Regions from separate parts of the Mus musculus genome. Here region 1 is linked to region 2. A link is a contact called in public promoter capture Hi-C data. All regions are on one chromosome and are shown on one strand. The core of a region is the stretch at or near the end of the contact, and the rest is flanking DNA. Distances in the headings are between cores, read along the strand shown. Region 1 holds the start of 3830406C13Rik (RIKEN cDNA 3830406C13 gene). Region 2 holds the start of Fhitos (fragile histidine triad gene, opposite strand).

The links. Promoter capture Hi-C pulls out the DNA fragments that hold promoters and counts their contacts.
Region 1: a contact with region 2 is called in a promoter capture Hi-C map of embryonic stem cells, with 4 times the contacts expected there. The contact joins the promoter of 3830406C13Rik here to the promoter of Fhitos in region 2. A contact is called at or near these places in 2 of 39 promoter capture datasets (embryonic stem cells and liver).

What each region holds. Positions count from the first base shown.
Region 1 is chr14:12,282,791-12,285,638 of GRCm38.p6, reverse strand. 3830406C13Rik (RIKEN cDNA 3830406C13 gene) reads right to left here and starts at 1,436. Exons shown (of 5, transcript NM_178141.3): 1 at 1,382-1,436; 2 at 171-254. The coding sequence starts at 223.
Region 2 is chr14:10,737,266-10,740,010 of GRCm38.p6, reverse strand. Fhitos (fragile histidine triad gene, opposite strand) reads right to left here and starts at 1,458. Exons shown (of 4, transcript NR_131139.1): 1 at 1,089-1,458. It also overlaps a transcript of Fhit not described here.

The sequences.
Region 1 (2,848 bases), core at 187-2,686, 1.5 Mb before region 2:
TTTAGAACATAATTGTGTCGTTTACTCTCATTCTTAAGAGACAATGAAGTTATCTACAATAAAATGTCCTGTCAGAAAATGATACTTTCACATTTTTGTCTTCCTGTGCATGTTTCACTAATAAAGGTAACATACACTCTGTATTTGAAGTATCTTTTTCAAAAACTTACATTTCTTCATGTCTTTTAGAAAGGTGAATTTCTTGAGTAAACAAGGAAGCCATCTTTAATCAAAGCTGGGCTATAAGTTTTCTGCTAAATAATAAAAACATTTAGTTATCTTTACCCATGTGTTCAACTGTGCGATTTGGTTTTAGTACTGAAACAATACATTAATTCTCTCAAAAGAGAAAACTGACAATTTTATGTGTAATGTGAAAGAATGCACTCAAGCACATTTTTATTAATTTTTTTTTTTTTTTTTGCATTTGTCAAATTCACTCAAAACACCATGGATCAGGTAAACTCAAGACGCTTCATATCTGCTACCTCCACCCAAGCTCTAATCTTAAACAGAATTTCAACAAACAAACAGCCGGCACTAAGACTAATGGACATTTTAACAGAAAGAAAAAAAAAAACCTAAAAATTCAACACACACTCATAGACAGAAAGGCAAACACGTCTGAGGACCAACTGGGAACTCATGGTCTTGCCTTTAGCGGAAGACTGCTCAGTGCTACCATGACCCTTCCAAACAGGGGAAGTATTTTTACATGTGTAACTTAGGAAAAAGTCGATTAAGTCTGCCCGCCGCGTTCTAGCAAGTCAGCACTCGCGTTTGGAGACTTCCTATGGCACACTACACCAGGCACCACTCCCCTTGGCTAAAGTACTTGCACAAGTATAGATGGTGGGCTAATGACGTGCTCTGAACGCGCTAGGCTGAGCACACAAGCTAAAGGTGCCCCACCAAAGGGAGACACATCCAACACTGACATTCCGTGAAGGAGACTTCCCTAAACTTTCTGAAATTAAACGCCGCTCGCTCAGGATCGGATGGCGACCGGACGCCCGAGCTCTGGGTGCTCCGCACACTGCACAGGGGCCTGCCCGGCCCTTCAGCAGGCTCCTTCTCCGCCCAGGGCCCACCTCACGCCCGGCTTCCTCGCCTTCCTCCCGGCGAGGTTTGCAGCCGACCAGGGCAGCGTCCAGGCGCCCCTGGAAAGCCACTCCTGCCGCCTCTCTTCCTCTCCTTCGGGAGCAGTTCAAGAAAAACTCTGCCTTTTGAAGCGAGGAAGCGCCCAACGGCCACCCCAAGTCCCGCCTTTCGTCCCAGAAAACTCTGGAAAACCTTTCTGGTCACCTGGCTCCCCTCATTAGCTTCCTCCTCATCCCCCCCTTGCCTCAGGGGCTACGGGCTGTGACCACACTGCGCCCACCTCTGAGCTCTTCCGGGAACGCGCCATGGACGACGCCTGCGCAAGACCTGGGCGTGGTCAGGCAGCCATGTTTGCGTACTTTACGCTCCTGACGTCAGTCAGAGTCCCAGCTACTTGGCTTGGCTTGGCTCTGGCGCGGGTTCGAGCACCTCAGGGAGATGAGACTGTGGAAGATTCCCCAAAAGGGGCCTTAGAAACCTGGAAGAAGATGTGGTGATAGCTCAAGCTTTTAAAAAGTGGTCTCTGCATATGTTATAAAGTCTTCGGGGAGTACAGTTGGCTTCCTCCCTGTAACATATTCCTCCTTTGGAATGTTCCAGTGGGGGGGGGGGGGGGGGAAGGCGTGAGTGTTGTGGGGACTATCCAAAGACTTGTCATTAAGTTTGTTCATCCGAGGCCTGCAGAGCAGCCTCTAGGTCGCACACAGATCAACACAGCAAGTTCACAGCCTTGTGTTGTTTAGCCCACAGCACTCCTCCCATGTGCAGAAGTGTACCCTTACGCTTCATTTTATTCCTTGAAATAACTTTGTGAGCGAGTAGTTCTGTTTATTCTTTGCTTATAGATAGAGATATGGAAGAGTGATAAAGTCTTAACTAAGAGTTGCACAGCTGGTAAAGGGTAAACAGAACACATTTAAGTGAGTTTTTCCTCCTAGGTTACCTACATTAAATGTAGCACCGAATTTAGACACTTTGAACTCAGTGTGTCCTTTATTTTGAAAGCCTCTTTTCTACACACTTAGGTATCTTCACTTCTTTACTTCTAGGGCAAGGTCTCACTATGTAGACCTGGCTAGTCCTTTAAATCACAGGACATACCTCTGCCTCTCTGCCTCTCTGCCTCTCTGCCTCTCCCCCTCTCTGCCTCTCTGCCTCTGGTCCTGGGAGTAAAGGCATGGACTATGATACTTGGCTCTTCCTATCTTATAATGCTACTCTCTCAATAGAGGTATTATTTCATTCTCAGTGTGGGACTTCCCACTTCCCCAGCCACATTTTTTTTTTCCACAACAAAAGAACATTTTGTGTTTTGTAAAGTTCCCTTTAAATTTTGGTATGTGTTTGTGTGTGAGTGTGTGTGTGTGTGTGTGTTGGGATGGTATGCTACAATGTATATAGGTGTCCTCAAAGGGCAGAATAGAGATTTAGATCCCCTTGAGACTCTTTATTTGATTGTTGTGATGAGAACTCTTGTCCTCTGTAAGAACAGCCAGAACTCATAACTGCTGGATCCATCTCTCTCCAGCATCAAGAAAAATATTTTTGACTTTGGTTTCCTATTGTGCATTTTCTAACTGGATGAGTGAAATTTCTCCTGATTTTGAAGCACTGTAACCTGTGCTTGGCAGATCTGTTGTTAAACTGCTTCACACCCTCCCTCTTTAAAAATAGACCCTTGAATGGTTCTGTGTTCTGGGCTCTCCCATGAATAAAATAGCCTTTGCATAGTCACAAAGCATTCTTG
Region 2 (2,745 bases), core at 209-2,708:
TATGATTTACGTCAAATAATTAGTTGATTCTGCCCATGTTTCCTTGTCTTTAAAATAGGAATCAAAGAATAGTATTGAATATCTTATGAGTCAATGTGAGAAAATGCTTAGATAGTGCCTGGTATTGAGCAAGCCTTCTCACAGTGGGCTAGTGACCACTGTCTCTATAACTAGGGGGTATCCGACTTGGGATGATGTTGGCTTAGTGATTTTTAATGATGAAGGTACAAAAGCAGTATGTATTCAATGGAAACCAGGCTTCAAATTCTCCACAGAGATCTTTTCCTAGGGTAGTGATAGGTGGGCATGATTCTCTCTAAGCTAGGCCACAGAAGTAAGCATAATTCCAATGAGCCATGAGACCATGAGGGGACTGTGTCACTAAGCTAAGGATGAATAGTCAATGCACTTTCTACTTAGGATGTCTATCTTCAACTTGTGATGACTTTTCTAGAATCTACATGCACCATAAGCCAAGGAATATCTGCAGTATTATCCTGGGCTTAGAGAAGAAACTACCACCTGAGCCTGGAAAAGCTCCAATGTTGAAATGTTTCTATTTTGCTACTGTGCCTCATAAATCGTAGACCCTGGTTGCTGGAAGTAGCTTTCTAGTGCACCTTCAGGGTTTATCACACTTGTATACACAGTGTGTTGCTAAGGGGTGGGTTCTGGGTGGGAGTTTTTATGCTGGAATCCTGATCTCACCTCTTCAGTTGGTGGATGTAGGTAAGCTGTTCTCAACAACTGTGGTCAAGACTGTCTTCCCAAGATTCATGTGTTTAAGTTTGGTCTGCAGCCCATGGTTCTGTTTGGCTGTACTGGAGTCTTCAGGATATGAGGTCTAACTGGAAGAAGTTTGGGCGTTAAGAGAAGGTCCTTGAAAGGGCTATGGGCACACAAGCTCCCTCTTGCCTGTCCTTTGTCATCCTTCAGCATGCACTTTCACTGTGGTACATACACTGTACTGCCACTGGCCCAGAGTAACAAAGCCAAGTGACCATGGCCTCTAAAGCCATAAGCCACTCCTTCATGGGGACACAGATATTCAGTTCCAGCCTGGCAAAGCTGATTAGCATGCTCCTTACCTGCCGTTCTGTTGTGGGGCCATAGATGTAGGGGAAGAGCGGGGAGGGAGATAGCCAGAGTCCGAACAGAGTTCCTGTGCTTTGGGCAGGCAGACATGGGAGGACTGCCGGATGCTTTCCACGTGCCTTGGGTGGGCATCTGGCTGTGTGAAGCCACTGACCCACACAGCTGGGGGTGGACAAGGGGCAGCCCCCGGTACCAGGTTCTCAGTCTCTGGCATCCCATGCTGGAAGGGAAAGAGAAAGAGAGTTATAGAGTAAGAAAGGTGAAGGCTTAGAGAGAGAGGTAAAAGCTTAGAGAGTAAGAAAGTAAGGAGAGAGAGTGAAGAAAGTAGAAGCTTAAGAGAGGGGAGAGGGGCCAAGCAGCCCCTCTTATACTGGTCTTGTTATCTTGCTGTTGCTAGGTAACTGTGAGGAGGAGTCTAGCCAGAAGGCCAGAAGCTAGGGGCATTCTGTATGTGACCTATAGCCACAGCTTCTCCTGTAGGAGTTCTGGGGGTGGTAACTTCAACAGGAGTCCAGGAGATATGGGGGAATGCCTACCATCCCATGTAGATGGAAATTACCACCCACGGGTCCCATGGGGTTCAAGACCTCAGCTCGACTGGAGACCAGGCCATCTGTGCATAGCCCATTGCTCCACATTTTGTCACATGGTGTGGTGGAGATTCCTCTCTGAAAGGTTATTGTGCAGGAATGAACCAGCTGCTGGAAAACCCTCTGCATACCAAAAGCCCTGTATTTGTTCATTGTTATGCTTGCTGCTTTTTACTCTAAGTATGAACTAGATCTCAGAGCTCCTTGGTGGTTGAGCTAAGACTGTAGGCCCTTCTCAGTACCCTCTCTACTTTGGTATATAATTGCTTAGTTCTCATTCATCTTTTCAGAGTCTAAATGTAGAAAGTCAGAGTTGTTAGTGAAGATTTCTAGAAGAACATTTTCTAAGGGGGGAAAAAACTTTAACTGCCAAGTTCAGGGATTTAGGATGTGGCTTGGTGCTGAAGTAATTGGCTCTCTTAGTCTTGCATTAGAAGAGATTCTTTTTCAGAGTGTAAGGTTGAGAGGTGTGAGGGGAACTCTCACATTCTGGTAATTGCTCTAAGGGATAACTTACCTTTAAAAAACCTGTGTTATTCAGCGGCTGCTCCTTCCTCCCCGTGCCTTTTGAGAATCCCATCAGCTATCCTAACCGGTCCCCCCCTCTCTCTCTCTGAATTTCCTCTTTAACTAGTAACAGTTGCCTCAAGTACCATTGCTTGAGATTCTCTCTGCAGTTTTAGCAATTTATTGGGTGAGGGGAGTGGTGTGTACACATTAACACTGGGGAGTTTCTTAGGACAATGCAGAAATAATTTAACCATCAAGATTTTGTATCTGCCAGAGAATCAAGGCATGGTAGAAGTTACTGGAAGCATGCTGTACACTGCTTGTGGCTGTTAAATTACTTTAGCACACATATACAGGGCATGTGTGTATGTGAATTGAATTGAACTAGTCATGAAATCAGAACTTTACAGCACTCCGGTATTGAAAAAACTGTCTTTTAAATTCACTTCCATCTTCCTGATAGTTAACGAGACAGATCATTTTATAATTTTGTTTTTCCTGTGTAAGGAAAACAAAAGGACAGGCAGGGTTTTCATTTGTCTTTTATGTC